Regions from separate parts of the Mus musculus genome. Here region 1 is linked to region 2. The links are chromatin contacts, called in public HiCAR-type maps. All regions are on one chromosome and are shown on one strand. Each heading gives the region's core, a stretch centred on a gene start, on an enhancer-like site or on the middle of the called end of the contact. The rest is flanking DNA. Distances are from core to core; before and after follow the strand shown.

Evidence for each region. HiCAR-type assays count read pairs that join an accessible place to other places.
Region 1: a contact with region 2 is called in a HiCAR-type map of astrocytes, with 2.2 times the contacts expected there. The contact joins the promoter of Usp8 here to the promoter of Eid1 in region 2. A contact is called at or near these places in 2 of 39 promoter capture datasets (hippocampal neurons and pre-B cells) and 1 of 115 datasets of contacts at active chromatin or transcription factors (astrocytes).

The regions. Positions count from the first base shown.
Region 1 is chr2:126,703,152-126,709,225 of GRCm38.p6, forward strand. Usp8 (ubiquitin specific peptidase 8) reads left to right here and starts at 4,177. Exons shown (of 19, transcript NM_019729.3): 1 at 4,177-4,336. It also overlaps the pseudogene Gm10774.
Region 2 is chr2:125,669,846-125,675,783 of GRCm38.p6, forward strand. Eid1 (EP300 interacting inhibitor of differentiation 1) reads left to right here and starts at 3,255. Exons shown (of 1, transcript NM_025613.3): 1 at 3,255-5,798. The coding sequence starts at 3,347. The coding sequence ends at 3,826. Shc4 (SHC (Src homology 2 domain containing) family, member 4) reads right to left here. Exons shown (of 12, transcript NM_199022.2): 5 at 422-475.

The DNA of each region.
Region 1 (6,074 bases), core at 2,927-5,426, 1.0 Mb after region 2:
TAGCCCCATATCTGCCTGGATGCTGCCATGCTCCCACCTTGATGATAATGGACTGAACCTCTGAGTCTGTAAGCCAGCCCCAATTAAATGTTGTCCTTTATAAGAGTTGGCTTAGCTATGGTGTCTGTTCACAGCAGTAAAACCCTAACTACAGTCCTAATTTCCTTCAGTGATGGAAGTGTAAGGAAAAACAAACAAACAAACACCTCATTCTGCTTTTGGTTCACAGCAATAGAAATTTTAACTAAGACAGATATTGGTACTAAGTTTGTGGGATATTGCTGTTTAGTGCCAGGGAATGGTTGAATCCCCCAAAATAAACAGGAGCCAATTCAATCCATCGAGGGACTTTAAGATTCCCTCAATGACTCTATCAGCACCACTTGATATTCTGAATTAAAAATCTGCATTGGAAGGTAGTGGTGCACACCTTTAATCCCAGCACTCAGCAGGCAGAGGCAGGCAGATCTCTGAGTTTGAGGCCAGGCTGGTCTAGAGCAAGTTCCAGGACAGCCAGAGCTACACAGAGAGATTCTGCTTTGAAAAAAAACAAAAACATGGCTGGAGAGATGGTTCAGAGGTTAAGAGCACTGTCTGCTCTTCCAGAGGTCCTGAGTTAAATTCCCAGCAACCACATGGTGGCTCACAAACATCTGTAATGAGGTCTGATGCCCTCTCCTGGCTTGCAAAGAAAGAAAGAGAGAGAGAGAGAGAGAGAGAGAGAGAGAGAGAGAGAGAGAGAGAAAGAAAGAAGGAAGAAAGAAGGAAAGAAAGAAAGAAAGAAAGAAAGAAAGAAAGAAAGAAAGAAAGAGAGAGAGAAAGAAAGAAAGAAAGAGAGAAAACCAAAACCAACCAAACAAAGACTGTGTTCTGGTCAGATAGGGTTGAAGAATTTGCTGTCATTGGCAAGAGGCCAAAATCACTAAAATGATTGAGAAGAGATTAAACTATGCTTAAGAAGAGACCAGCAGCAATATCATGGAGGCAGAATCTGCTAGGAAGTGTTTCCTCTGAGTCAGTACACAGATGAGGCCCTTTGGAATGTGGTTAAGGGTCTCCCAGGAAACACTGTTTTTGAAAGCAAGAAGAAGACATGGAGAGCACCCAAGGCCAGGAGAAGCCATTAGTGAAGGCCCAAATTTAGTTGCATTATTGAAGGGGCATGGAAAGAAGTTGAAGATTGACAGTGTGTGGCAGTGTTTAGGATCCCTGACAAGAACTTAGGGGAGGTTACTGGTGAATGCAGTCCTTTTGCAATGGAAAGGCCAGAACTTTAAAGATGTTAGTGCCATGGAACAACCACCAAGGACAGCAACAAGTGTGGAATGGAGCTGGTCTGAGCCTATGAGAAAAGCTGTGCATACTGTGGATAGAAGAGCCACAGAAGCAGAACTGCTCAGCTGCTTTGGAGCCTAGAGATTGTCATAGCAACAAAAAAAATAACTAATGGAGCAGTTATGAATCATATGAGTGGAAATAAATTGTAGAGATATTATAATATAATATAATATAATATAATACAATACATAGTGTATTATAGTCTAGTGCTATCTTAAGGAAGGATTCCATCCAAACACATACATGATATACATGTATAAATATTAAATATTTAATTTAAAATATCTTTTTTAGATGCTTCCTTAAAGTATCATTATAGGTTAAAGTTAATAACATTGCCCAATTGTAAAACCACCATATCTCTTATCTGGAGTGGTTGGGACAACAGGAACTTCAGGGCTTTAATTTTTTTTTATTTGGAATATTTTCATATATAATGAAGTATTTTGGAAATAGAACTCCAAGTCCAAATGTAAAGTCTGTATGCTACTCATATACAAACAGATGACTTTATACACTGCTCTTGTCATGCCTATTTGATTGCAACGCCATCACATGGGTCTGGAGATTTTCACTTATGGGTTCACGTTCAACTTCTTGCAATTCCTCCAGCACACCCACTCTTTCCTGCTTCACAGTTTAGACAGCTTTGTCCTGTACATACCCATGTCCTACAATACAATTGAAGGAGCATATTTTCATCCAGTTGTCCCTCCTCGTTAAGATTTCTCATTCCATAAGTATTGAAAAGCTCAAATCTCACCCCAGGATGTTTATTAGTAATCTGGAGATATCTTCAGTCTTTCTGCTTTTACTGCATGGCTCAAATTGGGGATTATCTTGCCATTTCTTGTACCTTATGTTTGGTACCCGTTGACCCACACATCTACTTCTTCCTCCATTTACACAGAAACTCATGCAAATGATTTGTGATTTCTAGCAAAATCAGCAGCTGAGATGTTAGTGAAGGAGGAAGAATTCTGTTTGCTAGGAGTGGGACGAGATAGAACCAGAATTACATCAATGCAAATAAAATAACTATAGGTATGGGTTGGAGAGATGGCTCAAGAGCTAAGAGCTCTTGCTGCTCTTCAAGGGGACAAAGGTTCAGCTCCCAGCACCCATGTTGGGTGGTTCACAACTAACATGGCCTCAGAAGGCATCACATGCATAAATACATAAAATTGTTTAAAAAACTGTAGGTGAATATTAAAAAGCAGTATTTGTTAAAAGCGTTTCTGGGACCTCATCTTCAGAGATTAAAAAAAAATATTGTTCTCTGGGAGGGGAAGCACATGGAGATCAAAAGACAACTCGTGTGTGTGTGTGTGTGTGTGTGTGTATACAACTCACGTGTGTGTGAGTATGTGTGTGTGTGGACAACTCACGTGTGTGAGTGAGTGTGCATGAGTGTGTGTGTGTGTGTGTGTGGACAACTCACATGTGTGTATACAACTCATGTGTGTGCGTGAGTGTGTGTGTGTGTGTGTGTTTTCCAGGAATCAAACTCAGATTGCCAAGTTTACCTGGTAAGGACTTCACGCATCTTGTTGGGCTCAGAGAAAATTTTCACTGATACACTCCAATGATGTCTCTCTTCCTTTCAGTCCTACCTCCTTCCAATTGTCAGAGCACCCCAAAATGTTCTCCATGTGTTTTATACTTATTCTCACATTCAGCTCTAAGTTTTTCTTTCCTTACTCAATTCCACAAAGCTGAGCAGAGAAAAAACATTTTCCTAAAATAATCCATCCTCAAAAAAACAATTTCTTCCTTAATTATGAGGGGGAAAAAAAAAACATTTGAGGCTTTTATCCAGTAGTTCCCAGCATTGCACGGTATCAAATCACACCAGTCTTTACTTGTCTAGGGAGAACAAATAGTATATAATTTAGTGTTGATTTTTTAAAGGAGAAATGCAAGATTTTGTTTGTTTGGTTGGTTTGGTTTTTCGAGACAGGGTTTCTCTGTGTAGCCCTGGCTGTCCTGGAACTCACTCTGTAGACCAGGCTGGCCTCGAACTCAGAAATCCGTCTGTCTCTGCCTCCCAAGTGCTGGGACTAAAGGCGTGTGCCACCACCGCCCAGCACAAGAATACCTTTGCATGTAGCTAATTGTAATGGAAACGAAACTAAGGTTTATTTTAAAGGTTGGTAGACTGGATGCTTACTACTCTTTAACGTTTAATGGCAGCCTATCTGCTAAGTATTTTCATTTTATATACTTAGTAGAGCTGTGCTTTTAGATTTGACATGCATTAAAAAGTTGGACTGTCCCAACGGATTTAGTGACCAGGGAAAACAACTCCACTCTTAAGCAATTTTTATGTCCACGAGTAGCCCATCTTTTCTCCACAAGACAACTCTCCAAAGAGTTCAAACCCCAGCTTTGTAAGACTGGTCCTTTTGGAAATGTTGACGGTGTTTGTGCAATGTGTTTTCCAAACACGTCTGTTCTTTAACCAGAGGCTTGGCTTTGGAGAATGTTTATTCCCAAGTTTTAGAAGGTATCAATCCTCTCCCCGTATTTTCCCCCTAATGTCCGATCTGACGGGAAAAATGCACTATTGAGAGGCGCCAAAATATCCTCGATTCCTCCGTGGACAGCTCCAAGTCACAATGTGACACAATCTGAACTGACTTCCACCCGGAAAAGAGACGCGCGAGGACACCGGAAGCGCAGCACGCGCGCTTCCGTCCCGCACCAGCTCAAACTGTCCTTCCGACGCATGCTCAGGCCGGTTCGGCGCTCACCCTTCCGGAGAGGGCCGCCCTGATGTCCCTCCCTACGGGACAGAAAGGCGGAGTTACAGGGTTCACTGGAAGCTCCGCCCTCGCCGTGACGTTTCGAGACGCGACCCGTCGCCACGCAATGCGAATCGGGAAGAGGGGATGAGCTGCGCTGCCGTGCGTCTGAGAGCGAAGGCTCGTTCTCCTTCTGGTGGTGGGCGATGGGCGTCAGGCGAGGAGGCCGGTGTTAGCGGAGCGCGGGCGCTGCGGTGAGTGCGGCCTGGCTCCGGCCCCGGTTCCTGGGGAAGGCGTCCTCCAGCTGCTGGTCATCCGGGAGACGAGCCCTGTCCGCGGAGGGGTGGGACAACCCCAGACAACTGGCTGGTCCAGGGAGGGCCCGACTCTTGGTCGCTCCCGTCCCCCTCCTACGGTGCCCAGCGAGTTTGATGTAGTTTGCCGGTCTCAGAGGGTGGCCTTGACCAGTTCTCCTTTCTGTTGGACACTAGACCCAACTTTGGACTCCTTCCTTTTGCTTCCTTTTTTCTCATTTTGTGCTACCTACAACCCCAGGCCTTAATACGACCATTTGTCATGTTTTCCCTATTCCCCTTTACCCGGGTCACGCATGTTTTCAGTGAAGTACAAAAATTGAGTTAAGTAAACTCACCACACTTAAAACTTCTTCAAAGAGGGCATTTTCTTTTCTTAAAAATGTTTCTTCGTTTGTAGACTTGTGGCACTGACAAGTTCCCTTCACATCTGATGTACCGAGAGAGTTGTCAACCCCAAATCACAATGATATTCCTTTACCCACAAAGCTGCAGACCCTGTTCCTATGTTTTGTTCTTGCTTTCTGCCTATGACCTTGAGTCAGTCATTCAAGAAATATTTACGTGACTCACAGAGGTGTTGCAGAATCTAAGGAGTTTCATATTTATTAAAAAGCTCTAGGGTTTCGGATCAAAACGATGCCTAGCTAAAGGGTGTAATTCTTGGTTGTTCCCCGCCACCACCCACAAGGTCTTACTATGTAAACAGGACTTGTCTCAAACTCACTGAAACCTTCCTCCCTTGGCTCCAGAGATGGATAAAACTGCATCAAGCACCACTCCTGGCAAGGGTATTCTTTTTAAATCTTAGAGTATTCTTAGTTGTGTATATTATCCTACTTCATTAAAAATTCCATGTGTTATTTTTTGGTTTTGGTGGCTTTATTCTCTTTCTTTTTTTCTTACTTTCTTTCTTTTTTTTCTCGAGACAGTTTGTCTGTGCAGCCATAGCTATTATGGAACTCACTCTAAACCACGATTGCCCTTGATCTCAAAGTTCTGCCTGCCTTTGCCTCCCGAGTGCTGCCCACCACTGCCAGGCTCGGTGTATTGTTGGTGGTGGTAGTTTTTGGTTTTTGTTTCTGTTTTAAAGATATCTGCTTTTTTTTTAGTATTTCACTCTTTCTGTTTAAGACTCCCTGGTGAAAGTCAATCATGTTGGATTTAGGTAGTTTCTCATCTATAGAGCACTGGCCTAATTAAGGTGCTGTTGGCTGTATGTATGCTTATTTAAGAATATGAATTAGTATATAACTTAATTATGCCACTGTATCACTGTTGATCCTAAAATGTATATTCCTGCTCTTTTGCCCAGATATTGGGCATTGCACGGATCTTGCAGTAGTAATGTAAGCCTGTGAGGAATGAATAATGAATAGCTTGTGACTTGTAGTTTTTGAGATAACAATGGATAAGATAAACTAACAAAAATATTTAAGGTTTTCTTTTTATTCTTTAACTTGTTGATTTATTTACTTGAGCCTTATTAATCATCCTGATCTTTTGTTGATAAGAATGGAACCGAATCCAGATGGCTTTGTAAACCAGTTGTAATGTAAAGCCAACACATCAAATTTTATTCATTATATACTTAGCATCCTGATTTTCTTTCTTTTTTTTTTTTTTTTTTTTTTTTTTTTGGTGGTTCTGCAAACATCTTTACTAAACAGTTCCTTCC
Region 2 (5,938 bases), core at 2,005-4,504:
CTTGTTAGCCTTGGCTGACAACTCTGATGGTGAATGGGATTCCCATCTTGGATTAAATCTGACTGATAATCTGCTTAGTCTGCTTGTGGGGAACATTCTGCAAGAGAAACGGCAGTGCACACAGGACACACAGATCTCACGATTTTTATGTTAACTGAAAACTTACCAGATGATAACTCAGTGGCTACTAACACCACAGAGGGCTAGCAGTCCTTCTAGTAAGCCTGACCTTTTAAAATCCTGACAGAGGAAACATTTGCCCAAACCACTGTGGGTGTTTTGTTTTGTTTTGTTTTGTTTTCTACCTGATACATGAAGCATTCAACAAATTGCAATATTGAAAAAGACATGAAGTAGTTAATATTCTGCATATGAAAATTCTTAGGACTCACAAAAAGAACTTGTACAAATCTAAACTTACAGGGTCCCCTCCAGAGGCAAATGAAATCGATTGCATTTGGTGATTTGCAATAATCTGGAAAACAAAAGCAAATTAAACATTTTAACACTATAATGTGTTTGATTTGTTTCTACTTACTTAGCATCCCTTTAGAAACTATACTGTCTGCATTCTAAAATAAACTCTTGTTGTTGTTTTGCTATTGGGATTGAAACTGAAGTATTGTGTATCCTAAGGATTTACTCTACCATTAAGTTACGTTCTCTACTCTCATCTGACCCATGGTGCCTTTCTCTCTGCCCTATTCACCTAGGTAGACATACGTTCTAGGTCTAACTATCCAATCAGCAATCTACTCAACACCGCTCTCTAGATACAGCCAATCAGTGTTTTGTGGGAGAAGCTGGAATCAGTAGTAGAAGGAAAAATATCTCTCTCTGCCACTAAGGAACACCCACACTTGCCCAATGGGGCCATCTTTTGCTGTCATGTGAGTGAAGCCTTCTGGAATATAAAAATTTCTTTCCAGAAAAATTGAGAGCTGAGAGTTAAAAAAGCAGACTTGGAAACATGTGTCATCAATTTAACCAGAACATTTCCCCCCTTCCCTTCATACTCTTATTTATTTTTTCTGTTTATAGACTTAGTGTATTTACTTTTGTTTAGTTATTCACTACTATGTATCCAAACACACTAATATTAAGATTTCTAACATGGGGGATAGAGAGGTTGCTCAGAGGTTAAGGACCCTGGTTCCAGTCCCAGTACCAACATGTTGTCTCAAACAACCTGTGACTCTGGTTCCAGAAGATGCAAAGCCCTTTTCTGGCCTCTAGGGGCACAGAACATGTACATAGTACACACAAGTAGGCAAAACACCCACACATAAACCTAAAAACGATTGAAAAACATAAAGACTTCTGATATCACTAGCCAAATAACTGCACTAATTTAACCCAAAATGATTGTTTTATTGGAGATTCTAATTTGTTTGCTTGTGTTTGGAAATCACAGTGCAATAACTGACTTGTATAGGTTTTAAAGGTTAATTAAAATGCCAGCTATGCAACTACCAATGAATCCTGATTGCAGAACTGTGAGGCAGAACCTACGAAGGCTGTACATACAAGACAGCCAAGCAAAACTGCTCCTAGAAGCATACTCAACAATAATTGAATAAAGTTGTGCAACAAGATGTTTCCTTAGGAAATGAAATAACTAGGCTATTTATAATAGCCCTGAATTAGAAGCAATCCTGAAGGTGACTATTGTGATATTCAAATAGTAGACTGCTTAAAATATGACAACATATTTGTTGGGTTAAAAAAGAAGTCAAAACAAAGAATATATCAATACATCGTTTCATTTATCAAAACTGGCAAACTTTTTATTGAACTATTTGCATAAAGTCTGAATTGTGGTTATTCACGAGGCACAAAAAGAGAGAAGAGTGGTTTTCTGGGATCCACGAATGATGCCTTTTCTTCTGGGTAGTAAGTAAACAAATATATGTAGCTTGTGATAATTAAGCCACACACATTACCTGTGCACTTTTCTCTATTAACATTTCAATAAGAACAAAAATCAACATGCAAAGATTATATTCCAATAACAGCTCATGAGAAACTTCATTTAATGGATAAAGAGGAAGATTTCATACAAATATGTTCAAGTATGTAAAACTAGTAAGGATCATGTAACACTTTGGAGAAAAGTTCGCTGAAGAATATAAAAAATGACCATTGGCAAAAATTATATAAGATAAAGAGGAATGCTATGGAGCATTGTCTCTTGGACATGACAGGGCCATTGCATCCACGAATAATAAACTAAAGCTATGGAAAGATTATAAAGATACAATCAAGGCTGGAGAAATGGCTCAGCAGTAAACAGCATCGGCTGCTCACACTAAGGACCAGGGTTCGACTCCCAGTAATCACAGGGCAGTGTACAACTGACTTCGTTTCTAGGAGTTCCAACGCCCTCTTTTGGCCTCTGTAGGCACAATGCACACACGTGGCACACAAACATTACAGACAGGCAAACAAACGCATACACACGAAAGAGAGATCAAATTGATAAAACTTAAGTTTACTTATATTAATTCCATAAAACAATACGTGGTAAGGGTGTGGATATTCTCAAACACTATTGGCTACAGTTTAAGTTTGTAGAGCAACCGTGGCGCGTGATTATCTGTATATATTTAAAATATGTATAGCCTATTTTCCACCTTTCTTTATCCTAGTACTCACACATGTATGTGGTTTAGTTTCCCCATGGTATATACGTGTGGACATACACACAATTTATCTTTGGTTAGGTCAACTTCAATAAATTCAGAAGAAAAAAACCGAAAAGTTAAATTTTCTCAGTGCGCAGGACGGGACTAGTGGGATTTGAAATGGTGAGAGGTAATGGACATGCTGATCACAGGAACGCTGGGGAGGCAGGGAGGTGGAGGAGAGATGGCATCTGTGACAGAAGGCCAGGGCTTTCCATCTAGGCAAAGCAAGCACTTGGCAAGGAACTTAGAGCTGGTCTCCAGGTGGGTCACCAGCGGAAGCATCGCGGGTCCTGAGTGGGTGTGAGGGTGAGGTGGGAGTCCGGGAAACATAGGGGGTGAGGGGTGGGAAGGGAAGAGCTCGCGCCCGCGCCCGCGCCCGCGCACCACGCCCCCCCCCCCCCCCGTGGACCAAGCGGCCTACTCGCCAGCACACGCACGCCATGCTGGCACGCGCACCACGCCCGCCTACCCGTTTGCGCACGTGAAACGTGCTCCGCACGCGCATCACGCATGCCCACTCGCCTGCGCACGCGCCCCCCCCCCCCAGCTCGCGCTCCACGCACGCCCTCTTGCCTGCGCACGCGCACCACGCCCGTTCGCGCGCCCGTCTCTGCAAAAGGTTCCTTTTTTTTTTCCACCTTGGTCGAGTCGCTTCCACCATGGCGGAGATGGCAGAGCTTTGCGAGCTGTACGAAGAAAGCAACGAGTTGCAGATGGACGTGCTGCCCGGCGAGGGCTATATGGAGGTAGGCCGCGGGGCCCGCGGGCCGGCCCCGGAGGAGGGCCCCATGGAGGAGGAGGCCGGGCCGGCCGCCGCCCGCGCCCAGCGCGGTCTGTTCCCCGAGGCTGGCGCGGACCTGGAAGGCGACGAGTTTGATGACTGGGAGGACGACTACGAGTTCCCTGAAGAGGAGCGCTGGAGCGGCGCGATGCACAGGGTGTCCGCCGCCCTGGAGGAAGCCAACAAGGTGTTCCTGCGAACCGCGCGAGCCGGAGATGCCCTGGATGGCGGCTTTCAGGCGCGGTGTGAGAAGAGCCCTTTCGACCAGCTAGCTTTTATCGAAGAGCTGTTTTCGCTGATGGTTGTCAATCGACTGACCGAAGAGCTCGGTTGTGATGAGATCATTGATCGAGAGTAAATGCTGACGAGAGAGGAGGAAACTACCTGAGAGGGAGAGATTCAACATTCTGCTATTTTGGGGTTCATTCCAAATAGTTCTGTGCAAAAAATAAAAACAGTTGGTTTTTGTTTCTCGGAATAGAAGACGGGACAGTGAATGACCATGCATTGTGGAAAAGGAGAATCGAGGAAGGAGGAGTGTTAAACCTGAGAATCGCGAGGAGAAAAAGACCAAATCGTTCCTCTTTGGTCTCACAGGGGCTCAGCAAAAACCTCTGGTTCAGACTGTTGATCGAGATGATTTTCCTTACATTGGAGAAGAGCTTTCTCTGTTAAGCTTTTAAAGATGGTTTGGAAGAGTAAATTGTGACTACCAATACAAGAATCTAATTAAAGAATGGGGGGAAATACATTCCAAGATGTCTTTAATTCGAACTGAAAGGCTATTGAAAAAAAAAAAAACTTTCCAAATTCTTTTTGGTGATTTATACACATCAGTTATCAAAAGCTAAACTTGAGGTTTAAGATTGAGTATTCATCTACCCCACAGAGTAGTCCAAGTAAATGTGGGTATAAATGTAGACGTGTTATCATGTGTGCTGTCATCTTAAAATGTGTTACAAACGCTTCTGGAATTTTGACTGCACATGTATCTTCATGATTTATAAAGCTACTGTGACCTCTAATTTGGAAAAACCCATTGTAATGATTTTCAAAGTAAAGAAAGAAACAGGATGTCTTTTTAAGGTTTTAAGTTCATGCATTAAATAAAATGTATGGGAAAGCCCAAAGACAAACTTTCTAATACCCTTTTATACTAGGGAAATTTCACTTGCTGTTTTGTACCTTGACAGATGGTAAGACTATAACTGAAGTTCATATTGTAAGAACTGTTTGCTAAAATTGTCAAGTAAAAAGAAATCCTGCCTGTATCTATAAAAAGATGTATGAGCTATTATGTTGTCAAACTTTGAAGGTTTTAAACCTACCCAGAAGTCCACCTGGGTGTCTGATATTCATATTCTCTCTCTCCCTCTCTGCCTCTTTCTTCCCCTCCCCCTCCCTTCTTCTAATTATGCTTGTTAATCTTTATGCACCAGCATTGGCGATAATAAATTTTCTTGTTCTGTGTATTTTGCTTTGTCTAATAGCTTTGCATACATGCTTTATACAGGATTCTCTTGCTGTGTGTGCCACGCCTCCATCTTGATATTTAAACATCCAATGCTTACAATGTAAACCAGTATCAAATATCCAAAAAATGGGTTCTGGGATGTTAAAGCAAATTTCAGAGTTTTCTGGAAGACCCGCTCTGTGAATGTGATGCTATGGCTTAATTGATGCTGAAGTTCCTTGAGAAGAAAATGATGTATTAGCACGATGTCCCTGCTGATGCCACCATGGCAACCAATACAGAACAGAGCTGAGACAGTAGGATAACTCCTGGGTTTCTGTGGGGTTGGTTGGTTGGTTTTACAGTCATCTTGTTTGAGAGGCTGCCGAGGTGGTTCAGTGGGTAAAGGTACCTTCTGCCATATAGCCAAGCCTGATGGCCTGAGTTTGATCTCTGGGGTCCATGTGGTGGAGGGAGGGAGAGAGACCTCCCCCAAGATTGGGCAGGCCTGTTAGTAATTTTAGACCCTCACCTGGGATTTTAGTTGCTCCTGTACCTCCAAAGCACCTGTACATAATTTTGCCCCGGTTACATGTGGTTTCAGAAGGTGCTAAAACACAAAAGGTGGGAGGTTGGCTGATGTTAGGTGGGGACTCGTGTTTGGGAAGCTGTCACCCATGTTAGGGTAGGACATTTAGATAGAGCCGCTACAAACACTTCCATGGGTAACCCCTCAGCCCTCTTTTTTACTCACCCAATAAATTGCCTCACTAGTTGGACTTGAGGGAATCATTTATTGATCTGTTATTGGTATTTACCTGCTGTAAATAGACTTTTGTTCACATCTCCACAGAAATATAATACAAATATCCATAAATTTGAGTGTATTTGTGTTTGGGGACCAAAGTATATCGTGGAAGTTAAGAGGAGAAGCCATGCATTGGTATTTCTTTGTATCCTTTATTCTGCATTTATCTATCTATCTATCTATCTATCTATCTATCTATCTATCTATCT